2 separate regions of the Sus scrofa genome follow, and region 2 is linked to region 1. A link is a contact called in public Hi-C data. All regions are on one chromosome and are shown on one strand. The core of a region is the stretch at or near the end of the contact, and the rest is flanking DNA. Distances in the headings are between cores, read along the strand shown. Region 1 overlaps RAB7A (ras-related protein Rab-7a). Region 2 holds the start of RAB7A (ras-related protein Rab-7a).

Region 1 (6,830 bases), core at 2,941-5,440:
GCAGCAAGTGTGGTGTAGGTTGCAACTCTGGCCTGGATCTGATCCCATGGCCTGGGAACTCCATATGCCAAGAGGTGGCCAAAGAAAAAAACAAAAACAGAAAGAAAGAGGAGTTCCCATTGTGGCCCAGTGGTTAATGAACCAGACTAGTACCCATGAGGACACAGGTTCAATCCCTGGCCTTGCTCAACAGGTTAAGGATCTGGCTTTGCCATGAGCTGTGGTGTAGGCTACAGATGCAGCTTGGATCCCGGAGTCACTGTGGCTGGTGTGTAGGACAGAGGCTATAGCTCTGACTGGACCTCTCGCCTGGGACCCTCCATATGATGCCGGTGAGGCCCTAAAAAGACAAAAGGAAGGAAGGAAAAGGAAAGGAAAGAAAAGAATGAACCTAACTCTTAAGGGCAACTAGGGAGGGCTAACTACTCACTAGAATGAAGACATTCTGCTTTTCTTTTTTTTTCCAGGACCACACCTCGGGCATATGAAAGTTCCCAGGCTAGGGGTTGAATTGGAGCTGCAGCTGCAGGCCTACACCACAGCAATGCCAGATCCAAGATGCACCTATGACCTAAGCTGCAGCTCATGGCAATGCTGGATCCTTAACCCACTGAACAAGGCCAGGGATCAAACCCAAATCTTCACAGACACTGATCAGGTTTTTAACCCACAAAGGGAACTCCATTCTCCTTTACTAAGCCCAACGGACCTAAGAAGAATTTGTAAGAGGCAGTCTCAAGAACTGCCTGTGCTGGCACTGGAATGGGGCACTATGCTAGTGCCACAGGGCAAAACGTAAAAGACAATCATGAGCAAAGACATGGAATGTTTGGAACCGTCACATTCAGCTGGGAGGACTGCAAACTGGTACCACTGTGGAAAACTGGCAGTGTCTATCAAAGTATTGCAGATACCGTTATGGCCTGAATTGCCCTGTCCAATTCATGTTGAAGCCCTAACACTGTATCTCAAAATATGACTATATTTGGAGATGGGACCTTTAAAGGGGTGATTAAGGTTAAACAGGGTCCCGGAGGGGGGTACCTAATTAATCTGCCTGATATCCTTTTAAGAGGAGATGAAGACACAGACGCCTACAGAGGAAGGACCATGTGAGGACAGAGGAAGAAGACAGCCACCTACAAGCCAATGAGAGAAAAGCGACTAAAGAAAACAACCCTGTCAACACCTTGAGTTCCAAAATTACGAGAAAACAAATTTCAGTCATTTCAGCCGCCCAATCTGTGGTATTCGTTATAGCAGCTCTAGCAGTGTACAGATACATACTCTAAAACTCAGCCTTCCCACTCCACAAGGAAAATGTAGGCACATACTGATCAGAACACAGACCCAAAAGGACTTCCCTGGTGGCCTACTGCTTAATGATTCTATGGCTCTGGTTTGATTCCTGGCCCCAGAACTTTCATATGCCAGCCAAACAAAACAAACACATTTATTTTTTTGTTCTGTCTTTTCTTTCTTTTTTGTTTTAAGGCCGCACCTGTGGCATATGGAAGTTCCCAGGCTAGGGGTCGAATTGGAGCTTTGGATGCTAGCCTACACCACAGCCACAACACCACCAGATCCAAGCTTCATCTGCAACTGACAGCAGCACAGCAATTGTGGATCCTTCACCCACTGAACAGAGCAGGAACCGAACTCATATCCTCATGGATACTAGTTGGATTCTTAACCTGATGAGCCACAACTGGAACTCAAACACATTTTTTAAAAAAGGGAGTCTCTCATGGCATAGTGGGTTAAGATGTGGCATTTGTCACTGCAGCAGCTCAGGTTGGATTCCTGGCCTGGGAACTTTCATATGCAGTGGGCAAGGCAAAGAAAAAAAAGACAGACCCAAGAATATTCATACAGCATTTTTTGGGCCACACTGATGACATGTGGAAGTTCCTGGGGCAGAACTGAACCTACGCCACAGCAGTGAAATACTGAGTTCTTAACCTGCTAGGCCACCAGGGAACTCTGCACACAGCATTATCTTTAACAACCACAAACCACAAGTTACCCAAATGCCCATCAATGAATTAATAAACACCTATGGCATACCACATAATGAAATACTCATAAGCAATGAAAAGATAAGTTACAACTGCACCCCACACAAAATCTCAGAAGCAACACTGAATCAATGAAACAAATACCAAAGTTGTATAGTTTATGATGGCATTTACACTAAGTCCAAATCAGATAAAATTGAACTATGGTGTTAAAAATCAGCAGGAGGAAGGAATTCCCTTGTGGTGCAGCAAGTTAAGGATCCAGCTTTGTCACTGCAGCAACATGGGTTGCTGCTGAGGCACAGGTTCGATTCCTGGCCCAGGAACTTTTGAATGATGCGGGTGCAACCAAAAAAAAAAAAAAAAAAAAAGTATACACTCATAAAAATAAAATAACCAGGAGTTCCCGCTGTGGTGCTGTGGATTAAAAATGTGACTGCAGCAGCTCAGGCTCATGTTGACACAGAGGCGCAGGTTTGATCCCCACCCTGGCAGAGTGCATTGAAGGCTCTAGTATTGTGGCGACTTCAGTTCAGATTCAGTCCCTGACCTGGCAACGTCCATATGTTGCATGTGTGCCCATATGCTGTATGTGTGGCCATTAAAAAAAATTTTTTTTTGTCTTTTGTTGTTGTTGTTGCTATTTCTTGGGCCGCTCCAGTGGCATATGGAGTTCCCAGGCTAGGAGTTGAATCGGAGCTGTAGCCACCGGCCTACACCAGAGCCATAGCAACACGGGATCCGAGCCGCGTCTGCAACCTACACCACAGCTCACGGCAACGCCGGATGGTTAACCCACTGAGCAAGGGCAGGGACCGAACCCGCAACCTCATGGTTCCTAGTCGGATTCGTTAACCACTGCGCCACGACGGGAACTCCTAAAAATTTTTTTTAATAAGATAACCAATTAACACTTTTGTTCTTCCTCTGGGTAAGTGAACTGAATTTTTCTTTTTTTACTTATGTATTTTCTCACTTTTTTTTTTTTTTTGAAAGAAACGACTTGTTTAATAATCAGCAAAAGAGGAGTTCCCACTGTGGTGCAGTGAGTTAAGAACCTGACTGCAGCATCTCAGGTTGCTGCAGAGGTGTGGGTTCTATCCCCAGCCTGGCACAGTGGGTTAAAGGATCTGGCATTGTTCCAGCTGTGGTGTAGGTCAAAGCTGTGGCTCAGATTCAATCCCTGGCTCAGGAACTTCCATATGCTGTGGGTACAGCCATAAAAATAGAATTAAAAAAAATTTTAAAAACAAACATAATAATCAGCAAAAGAGATATTTTAAATGAATGATAGTGTAAGACAGACACATTGTTAAAAGGAGTCAAATGCTGAGGGCTTTACAGCAAACACAAATAATCAAAAAGGCAGGCTGGTGCACCAGAAAGAGTGAGCTATGTTTTTGCAGACCCAGGTCAGCACTCTAGCAATTGAGCCACCTGAGCACAGGCTCAGCTCCCTCAGGCAGAAATACAGAAATGGCCACCCTCTGAGCCTGCGGGGCTGCTGTGAGAACCAACCGAAATCCTATGTAAACTGTAAGCACTACACAAACACAAAAACATTCAAAGACAAGCACTACGTAGGAAGGTTTTTACAAAACATCAATGCTCTTTAACAACTGTGCACTGAATGGCACAGGTCAGAGGACTCTGGAGTGGCTCTCACCTGTGGGCTGCCCCAGTGATTAGTTATTTCTGGGGCCCCCCCAGACCTGTCAGTACACAGAGCATTGTTGGCAGACTGACTAAATGCCAAACGTACCAGGCCCTATTTTTCATAATGTCTATGCTCTTACAACTGAGTTTTTTAAAAAGTTAATTCACAGATGCTTTGTTGTGTACTTTCAAACAACTCAAATAGAAATAATTTTTTACAATTAGAACTGCACACAATAAAGAAAAAAAAAGAACTGCATAAAAAGCTTGGAAACAAATGAGGTAACTATTTACTCCACAGTGTGATTTTTAAAGGGTTCCCTAACTGAGCCGGGCAAGCCAGGAAAGCCAGAACTAAGAAGCAAGCAAGCATCTACACCTGAGAAGGTATGGAGACCAGAAATCCTCAGGGCGCCTCGCAAAGGGCACACAAGCAAATCCACTTGAGAGCCAAGTCAGGTGGCAGGTCTCCCCCAACACGCTTCCCCAGATGTCTCCGTACTGACGCAAGCAGCCCTAGGCGACCAGGACGCGGAAGAGATGATCAGTCAATTCGATCCCCACGGCAGTGATGACATCACCAAAACAGCCCTGGCAAGGTTTGAGATCCCTGCACTAAGAACTGCATCTTTGGGCAAAGGAACAAGACCGATGCTGCATGTCACCACTGGGAGCAACTCTCAAGCTCTCTTCCACCCCCACGGAGACATTCTGCAAGTAGCTATTCTTAAATTTGTTTTTGCAATCACAGCCTGAAGTACTAAAATTGAAACTAGTCAGAGACGGTGCTAAAAATGCCTGTTCTGATTTCACCCACCGCACCACTTTTACCTTTGAATCACAAATCACACTGACCACAACCACCATTAAGAAGTTTTAAAACATTAATTCAAACCATTTTTTCTGTGTTTAATGCCATATGTGGGAAGGGAAAAGCAGAAAATAGAAGATGCGAGAGCAAATAACTGAAGAGATCAAAAGTTGCAGTCAACTGCAGAGAAGCACGTTAACAGATACACATCTGATAAGAGAGGAATGAATGCCTCAAGTACAATGGCCACCTCATGAGGGAGAGAAAGGTGGGCAGAAAGCAGTCACTGCACCATGGGGAGGGGGGGTTAATTCCTAGAGCTTCAGGCACCTTCAGAGGAAGACATCAGTACCAAGGGGAAACACTATTTTCGGCCTTACTCGGGAGGACTCCTGACTTCCTCTGAAAACCCTGCTTACAAAGCCCATCCACTATCTGGACAAATTCTTCTCAGCCATATTTGAATTATGTAGATGGAAAGTTAGACAATCTATGACAGAAGTAATGTTAAACACTTATGTCAAATCTCAGGAACAGTGCATAAAACAACTGTCACACGTGTGTGGGCTGGGTTTGCCACACCTTTGCGTAGAAAGGCTAACGCCAAGTACAAGGGCAAAATGTTATTAGTGCAGATCCTTTTGGAAATTTACTGAAAACGAATCCCATAAACAAACCTTTTGCTTTACTTGTTGGTTGGGGCAGGAATCAGATTCAAAGCCACATTTACCTTGTAGTTCCCGTCGTGGCACAGTGGAAACGAATCTGACCAGGAACCATAAAGTTGAGGGTTGGATCTCTGGCCTTGCTCAGTGGGTTGCCATGAGCTGTGGTGTAGGTCACAGACACGGCTCAGATCTGACACTGCTGTGGCTCTGGCATAGACCAGCAGCTACAGTTCCGATTAGACCCCAGCCTGGGAACCTAAATATGCTGCGGGTGTGGCCCTAAAATGACAAAAGACAAAAAAAGTAAAAATAAAAAATTTTAAAAAGCCACACTTGTAGTTCCCGTCGTGGCTCAGTGGGGAATACGACTAGGAACCATGAGGTTGCGGGTTCGATCCCTGGCCTCACTCAGTGGGTTAAGGATCCGGCGTTGCCGTGACCTGTGGTGTGGGTCGCAGACTCAGCTCAGATCCTGTTGCTGTAGCTCTGGCGTAGGCCGGTGGCTACAGCTCCAATTAGACCCCTAGCCTGGGAACCTCCATGTGCCATGGGAGCGGCCCAAGAAATGGCAAAAAGACCAAAAAAAAAAAAAAAAAAAAAAAAAGCCACACTTAACTATAAGGCTATGCTCTTTATTATGGGGTTTGGCGGGGGTGGGGGGGTAGGCCCAGTTGGCACCAGAAAAAAAATTCTGCCCCAGGTGGTCAGTAACAATTACCTGGAGGAATGTACTAATAAACTATTTTTAGAGTGTCTTCTACATTCCACTCTACCCTTCTGTTTACTCGTACAATTCTACCACAAATGTAAAATGCACATCCCCTCTTAAAGAAGGGGAAGCCAGGGGACTTGTGGGAGATGGGGTGGCCAAGGGTTTTACTAGGATGATACTGGTACTAAGACTGGGTGGCACTAACTAAACTCTGTCAGCCATAGAAAAATTTTCACCAGCATGCCAAACATGCCTTTGCTCAGAGAGCTCTGCAACAGCCAACATCTGCAAGCACACCAACTCCCTCTTGAGTGAACAACAAAAATGCCCCTAGGGCAAAAGGAGAAACAAGTTTAGAGTTGAAGGTTACTCTTCAAAAAAAAAGCACAATCCAGAGTTCCCATAGTAGCTCAGTGGTTAACGAATCCAACTAGGAACCATGAAGTTGTGGGTTCGATTCCTGGCCTCGCTCAGTGGGTTAAGGATCTGGCATTGCCATGAGCTGTGGTGTAGGTCACAGATGCAGCTCAGATCCTGTGTTGCTATGGCTCTGGCGAGGCCAGTGGCTACACTCCAATTCGAACTTTAGCCTGGGAACCTCCATATGCCACAGAAGCGGCACTAGAAAAGGCAAAAACACAAAAGACCAAAAAAAAAAAAAAAAAAAAAAAAAAGCACAATCCATTAGAAATCGCGATATCCTCTACAAACTCCCTTCAAAAGCAAAGCAATCTGTGCAAACACTGTTGTTAAAATGAACAAAGCCTTCAAGTTGGCCATAACACTATGCGCTGTCTGGGCTGTTTGGATTACTACCGATGCACTGGTTGAGATGAGAAATAACTCCTCCTTACAAAAAAGTCTCAAGATGTACAGCCAAGCCATTCCACAAGAGAATTCCTAGCCATGATCACTTACCGTTTCTACATTACTTGAGGAAAGGAACCATGCCTATGTATGTGAGT
Region 2 (6,830 bases), core at 1,821-4,320, 39 kb after region 1:
ACTAAGGTTTTTATTTAACTATATACTAGTGTTTTTTTCCTCCATAATTATAAAACTGATACATGCACATAACAAAAAACACTTCAAGAAAATACCAAGGGAGGGGGAAATATGTAATTCTACCACCCAGAAACAACCATGATTGGCATTTTTTTTTTGTCATTTTAGGGCCACACAGGCAGCATATGGAGGTTCCGAGGCTAGGGGTGGAATCTGGGCTGCAGGTGCCAGCCTAAATCCAGCCACAGCAAGGCCAGATCCAAGCCGAGTCTGCAACCTACACCATAGCTCATGGCAATACTGGATCCTTTCACCCACTAAGCAAGGCCAGGGATCCAACCTGAGTCCTCATGGATACCAGTTGGATTCATTACTGCTGAGCCACACAGGAACTCCATGATTAGCATGTTTGATATAAAAATATCAAGTCTTTTTTGTGGGCAAAAATTTTTCCTCAAAATTGTTTTCCATTTTACATGCTATTTTAATGTGTTTTTTAAACTTATTTTGACATAAACAGAAAAGTTGCAAAGATAGTAAAAAGAATCCCCATGTACCCTTCACCCAGATGTACTGCCTTTTAAAAATTAATTGCAGGGAGTTCTCATGTGGTGCAGTTGTCACTGCAGTGGGGGTGGGTGGGCAGGGTCGGTCTGATGCTTTGGTGACAGATTCAATCCCTGGCCAGGGAACTTCCATATGCCTTGGGTGCAGCCAAAAAAAAAAAAAAAAAATTAATTGCACACTATGAACATTTTTTTATGTCCACAGACACCATGGCCAACATTTATTACTGGCCAGGTGAGCCTTTTATCCACCATGACTCTGCTATCCCCACAATAACCCCTTAAGACGAATACCATAATTTCCCACGCCTCACATATGAATAAATCAGGCCTTAGATGCTTCCAAAATGTCACTTCACAATCCTTTGTTATGGATCTTTGATTCCTATATTTGTGCACCTACTCCTTAGGTTTTCGATGCCATCTCTAAGTAAGATTATCCACAAAATTCCCCCAAGCCTGCTGGCAGGGCTGAAGGGAGGTCCACAATCACCACAGCACCTTAAATCCATGTCCCATCACCAGGCTACGCCATGGCCCATAATGCACAATGACTGACTACATTTAAAATCTTATAGTGATCTTGTAAACAGCTTAATGTTTCATTTATGATTCAAAATTACCTCATCAAATTTAAATATGTAAATCATACTCTCCTCTCTGCAACCCTACTGGATATTAGTTCATGTAAAAATGTGTGTCCATCCTATGTTCACAGAGTTATTCACAGTAGCAAACAGTAGAAGCAAACCAGGTGTCTACGAACAGATGAATAAATAAAATGCGGTGTCAGGGTGGAAAAATTTTCCTTCTATTTTTCTAATTTCTTTGGCTAGTCTAATGGTTAAATTGTCATAAAAAAGATTAATAGGCAAGGAACCAACTTAATTTCATATGTATGGGAGCCCTATAAAAATAAGAAGGTAGTCAGGCAAGTGAGGCTTATCTGCCCTCCTGAGCTGAGGGAAGGGTTGGGGCTGGAGCTTCAGAGGGGAGGAGGGCCACTCACAAGAAGAGAAGAGCAGGGCAGAGGCTTGGTGATTAGATGTTTGTCCTGCCATGCATGTAAGTCTTTTATTTTATTTTATTTTGATTTATTTATTTATTTTTTGTCTTTTTGCTATTTCTTTGGGCCGCTCCTGCGGCATATGGAGGTTCCCAGGCTAGGGGTCGAATCGGAGCTGGAGCCGCCGGCCTACACCAGAGCCACAGCAACGCGGGATCCGAGCTGCGTCTGCAACCTACACCACAGCTCACGGCAACGCCGGATCGTTAACCCACTGAGCAAGGCCAGGGACCGAACCTGCAACCTCATGGTTCCTAGTGGGATTCGTTAACCACTGCGCCACGACGGGAACTCCCCAAGTAAGTCTTTTAGATAGAAAAGTTTCTCTCTGGTAATTGCTTTTTCTGGTCTGGTCCTTATTTAAATTCTTTTAGGCAGTTAAGGGAGAGCTACAGGCTTTCCCTCATATTGCTGGATACTGACTGCCTTTGGCTCAAAGCAACCCGCGTGCCAAGTTGGCACACTTGGGGTGGCTATTCCGCTACCCTTCAGGGCTCGTGAAAACCACAGAACATCAACCTGCCTTGAAAAAGAAAGGAGCGTGCTACAGCGCGAGTGAACCTTGAAGACTTTATGCTCAGTGATGCACACCAGTCACAAAAGGACAAACACTCCAGGCCTCCTGTATGAGGAAAGAACGGTGGTTGCCAGGGACTGGGGAGGGACAAATGTGGAGGTACCCTTTCAAGGGTACAGAGCTTCGGTCTTCGGCAAAATGAACTTATATAGAGCCTGATCACAGAGCAACGCGATGTATTTAATGCCACTGAACTGCACACTCGAAAGCGACTAAGATGGTTAAGTTCCACGCTGTGTGTATATCACCGATATTAAGTGTTTTTTAAACTTACACAGGATGTGTTTCACATTAATTAAATAAGCAAAGGGTCTCCGACCCGACGCTGTGCTCAGAGGCAGCCCGCTCCGCCGCCCCACCTCCCGGCAGGCCTCCTGGGTTAAGCGTCACTCTGAGGCGACCCCGCGGCCAGAGAAGAAAACCTGCGAACCTGGAGCCCCGCACTGAGCCTTACACATGTCGTTCCCAATGGAACGTTTCGGGATTTGCGTCTTCGCTCGAGGAGACCGAGGCCCCGTGAGTCTTAAAGGAAAACACCAAGCCCGCAACAGTGGGCCCCCATACACTTCCTGGGCTCGGCTTCTCACTCTGTACCTTTCGCGGCAGGTCACGCCTCAGAAAGGAGGGACATAGCTCAGACCCCGGGTCACTGCTGACTTCGCGGCCCAACGAGGCGCTCTGAGGGCGGGGGAGCCGGGTGGGGAGGGAAACACGCCGCCGCTCACTTTCATTTCCGGCCGCCCAGCCAACGCCTCCATCTTGTGCCTTCTGCCGCTTACTGACAACAAAGGCGCCGGGAAATTCCGCGGGAGCCGTCTTTGGCTAGAAGCCTGCTGCAAGCCCTACGCCAGGATCGCCGCGTGTCCCAGAAACAGAACAGCTTCTCAGCGTTCCGAACCGCCCCATAGGCAGCCGCCATTTTGTACGGCAAACCCCTCTATTTCCGCGACCGGCCGCTGACGTAACTGGCGAGGTGCAAGCCAACAAAGGCCGCGCTCATGCCCTCTGGCGGCGGTACAGGAGCAGCATCGCCAGCTTTGACCTGCGGGGGGACTCTGCTTCCGGGTCTTCTCGGGGGGCGTGGCCCGGACCTGTGAGCCGAGCTGGGGCGCGGCTGCGGTGGCCTGGGAACGTGTGTATTGGCATTGGCGCGGGCGCTGTGTGCTGAGCCAGCATGGCTTGATGGGCTCGGTGATCTGTTAGTCACCGTGTCGGAAAGGCCCGTGCTGTTGTTGCCATTTACAGATGAGAAAACAGCGTCCACCTTGCCCTCCCCATTCAACCTTAGTGGAGGTGGCCCGGAGGTCCCTCCTTTATATAAAATGGGGTGACGTTATCTAATGGGCAGGGCAATTGCAAGGACTGAGTTTTCCAATCACAGTATCTCCTTAAATCTCCGTTTCTTACCCACTCGTAATAGTAAGAACAGCAACCCCTTACAGCATGTGTACCACTTGGTCTACAACCCTATGAGGCTCGTTTTACAGGTGAGGACAGGGAGGAAGGCTCAAAGTCCCCCAATAGCTGGTATTGGGGACAGTTTGGGGTGAGAGATTGACTAACTGTAACTGCTACACATTCTCCCTGTCAGGTGTGTGCAAAAAAGGTGGTAAAGTAACGGAGCCCAACCCTCATAGTTGTTGCAGCCTCCTGGGACAGACACTGGGGCTTCTAAGGCCAGGCCCCTCAGGGGAGGAAAGAGATGAGGTAGGGAAGAAGAGGGGGAGTACCAGAGGGAATGGGCTGGAGGCACCGAGAAGCATCTTTGTCCCTTCTGCACCAAAAGTGAGGAAATGGCTTTCAGCCTGAAAAATGGGAATCTGGGATGATAGTAATGATGATAATTGCTACAACACACTGAGCAGTTACCACAGCTACCACAGTAAGCCTTAATCCAGCCTCAAAAATGGAGACAACTTGGGAAAAGTAGGTCCCTTATCCTTGGCAGTCTTTTACTTACCTATGAAGCTAGGGCAGAGAGGATCCCTGTCCTGGCCACCTAGCCAAGTTGTTATGAGCATAGAGTTTTGGTGTTCTCTTTGCCATCTGATGTGGCTTTTTTTTTTTTTGTCTTTTTGCTATTTCTTGGGCCGCTCCCGCGGCATATGGAGGTTCCCAGGCTAGGGGTCCAATCGGAGCTGGAGCCACCAGCCTATACCACAGCCACAGCAACACAGGATCCGAGCCACGTCTGCAACCTACACCACAGCTCACGGCAACGCCGGATCGTTAACCCACTGAGCCAGGGCAGGGACCGAACCCGCAACCTCATGGTTCCTAGTCGGATTCGTTAATCACTGCGCCATGACGGGAACTCCTGATGTGGCTTTTGAGGGAAGATGGCGTTGGCAAGGCTGGGGAAAACAGGCGCTGTGACACCTACAGGTGGAAATGTATGTTTTTACACCTCATTGGAAGCCAAGCTGGCAATATCTGTTAACATAGAACTAAGGCCTAGGAAATTATCTTACAGGTGTATTGCCCCATATGGACAAAAAGACAACCCAGCATTTTTTGAATACCCAAAGCCTGGAAACAATCAATAGGGAACTGGTTTGTTAAAAAGCATGACACATTCATGTAAGAGCACAGTGCTCTTACAGCATGATCACCTAATTCACCTACAACTGTCACTGTTTGGCTGCAGATAATAGAATACTCTTCTATTGTGGTTTAAATAAACAAGTGTTACTCTACCTCATTCAATAAGTAGTCCAAGGATGGGCAGATCTGAGGCTTGTATGGGCATGATGTGCCATCAGGGACACAGATTCTTTTAACATTTTAAGAAGTTTTTCTTGGAGTTCCCGTCATGGCGCAGTGGTTAACAAATCCGACTAGGAACCATGAGGTTGCGGGTTCGGTCCCTGCCCTTGCTCAGTGGGTTAACGATCCGGCATTGCCCTGAGCTGTGGTGTAGGTCGCAGACGTGGCTCAGATCCCGAGTTGCTGTGGCTCTGGCATAGGACAGTGGCTACAGCTCTGATTAGACCCCTGGCCTGGGAACCTCCATATGCCGCAGGAGTGGCCCAAGAAATGGCAAAAAGACAAAAATAAATAAATAAATAAAAATAAAAAGTTTTTCTTATTGTGAATGATCATATCCTGATAACTACACACACATATATACATATAAATATACATACATGCGTGGAACATAAGTGTTCAAATTAGTAAATTACTGTAATATGAATATCTATATGACCACTACCTAGGTAAAGAAAGAAATGCTGGGAGTTCCCATTGTGATTCAGTGGTAATGAACTCAGCTTGTAACCATGAGGATGAAGGTTCGATCCCTGGCCTCCTCATTCAGTGGGTTAAGGATCTGACGTTGCCGTGAGCTGTGGTGTAGGTCACAGATGTGGCTTGGATCTGGCATTGCTGTGGCTGTGGTGCAGGCCAGCAGCTGCAGCTCTGATGCAACCCCTAGCTTGGGAACCTCTGTGTGCTACACGTGTGGCCCTAAAAAAAAAGAGAAAAAAGAAAAAAGAAAAAAAAAAGGAAAGAGAATGCTGCCAGCATCCCAGAGGCTCCCCCTGGAGCTGCTTCACCCCTCATGCTTGAACGTCCCAGGTAGGCAGTGCAGTATCGAAGGGTACACAACAGGATCTGCGGCAGATACACCGTCCGGGCCAACACTGAGCTGTCAGCAATGGCTGGCCCTCCCTGGCAAATCACAAATAGCCATAGGGCCATGGCCCAGCCACTCAGAGATGTTAAAAGTCTAGAAACAGGACACAGGAATGGAGTCATTTTCCCACAAGTTGGTGAACATACCCACTCAGTTGAACAAGGCCAGTAACACGTTGGAAATGTGATGTGATCTGTCCAGGAGCCGATGGCTGTGGTTATGGAGACAACCCAGGGAAGCACACTAGCTGGGCCCACCAAGAAGCCAGCCTTGTCCTTTAGCTGTGACGGGTGATGCGTCATTGCTGCTTGGGGTTCTGGTACCATCTGCTGTCAGCTCTCTAGGTCAGGAAGCTGACTGAGGCTGGGCAATCCCTCTGAGGCCATCCTGGCTCTGTCTCAGGATTCTGGCAGGCTGGCCTCCCTTGGAGAGACTCTGCTTGTCCTTCAGAAGAAGGGAGAGGAATGAATGTCTTTGGGATCCACACTTCCAAGATCCATAGCACCTACAGTTTAAGTGAGCAGTTGTGGAGGTTTTTTTTTTTTTTTTTTTTTCCTTTTTTTTTTTTTTTTTTGGTCTTTTGTCCTTTTAGGGCCGCACCTGAGGCACATGGAGGTTCCCAGGCTAGGGGTCTAATCTGAGCTGTTGCTGCCAGCCTACGCCAGAGCCACAGCAATGCTGGATCCGAGCCACATCTGCAACCTACACCACGGCTCACGGCAACGCCGGATCCATAACCCACTGAACAAGGCCAGGGATCGAACCTGAAACCTCATGGTTTCTAGTTGGATTCATTTCTGCTGTGCCATGACGGGAGCTCCATGTGGGGGTTTTCTTGTGGCTCATTGGGTTAAGGATCTGGTGTTGTCACTGCAGCAGCTTGGGTTGCTGCTGTGGTGTGGGTTCAATCCCTGACTCAGGAAGTTCTATATCCCTCAGGCACAGAAAAAAAAAAAAAAAAAAAAGGAGGGGAGTTCCCATCGTGGT

Evidence for each region. A called contact is a pair of places that touch in the nucleus more often than the background predicts.
Region 2: a contact with region 1 is called in a Hi-C map of alveolar macrophages, with 2.0 times the contacts expected there. The contact joins the promoter of RAB7A here to the enhancer-like site in region 1. A contact is called at or near these places in 1 of 5 promoter capture datasets (liver), 24 of 47 Hi-C or Micro-C datasets (alveolar macrophages, blood, brain and 13 more) and 2 of 2 datasets of contacts at active chromatin or transcription factors (alveolar macrophages and skeletal muscle).

The regions. Positions count from the first base shown.
Region 1 is chr13:71,843,156-71,849,985 of Sscrofa11.1, forward strand. The region is part of intron 2 of RAB7A (ras-related protein Rab-7a); the gene reads right to left. Among named protein-coding and RNA genes, the nearest start is that of RAB7A, 40 kb to the right of the region's middle. Within about 2 kb of position 4,191, at least 7 of the 83 cell types and tissues checked have an H3K27ac peak or open chromatin away from gene starts, as enhancers often do. A contact at or near this core is called in alveolar macrophages, where this site is marked.
Region 2 is chr13:71,883,688-71,890,517 of Sscrofa11.1, forward strand. It overlaps RAB7A (ras-related protein Rab-7a), which reads right to left and starts at 3,071. Exons shown (of 7, transcript XM_021069433.1): 1 at 2,935-3,071.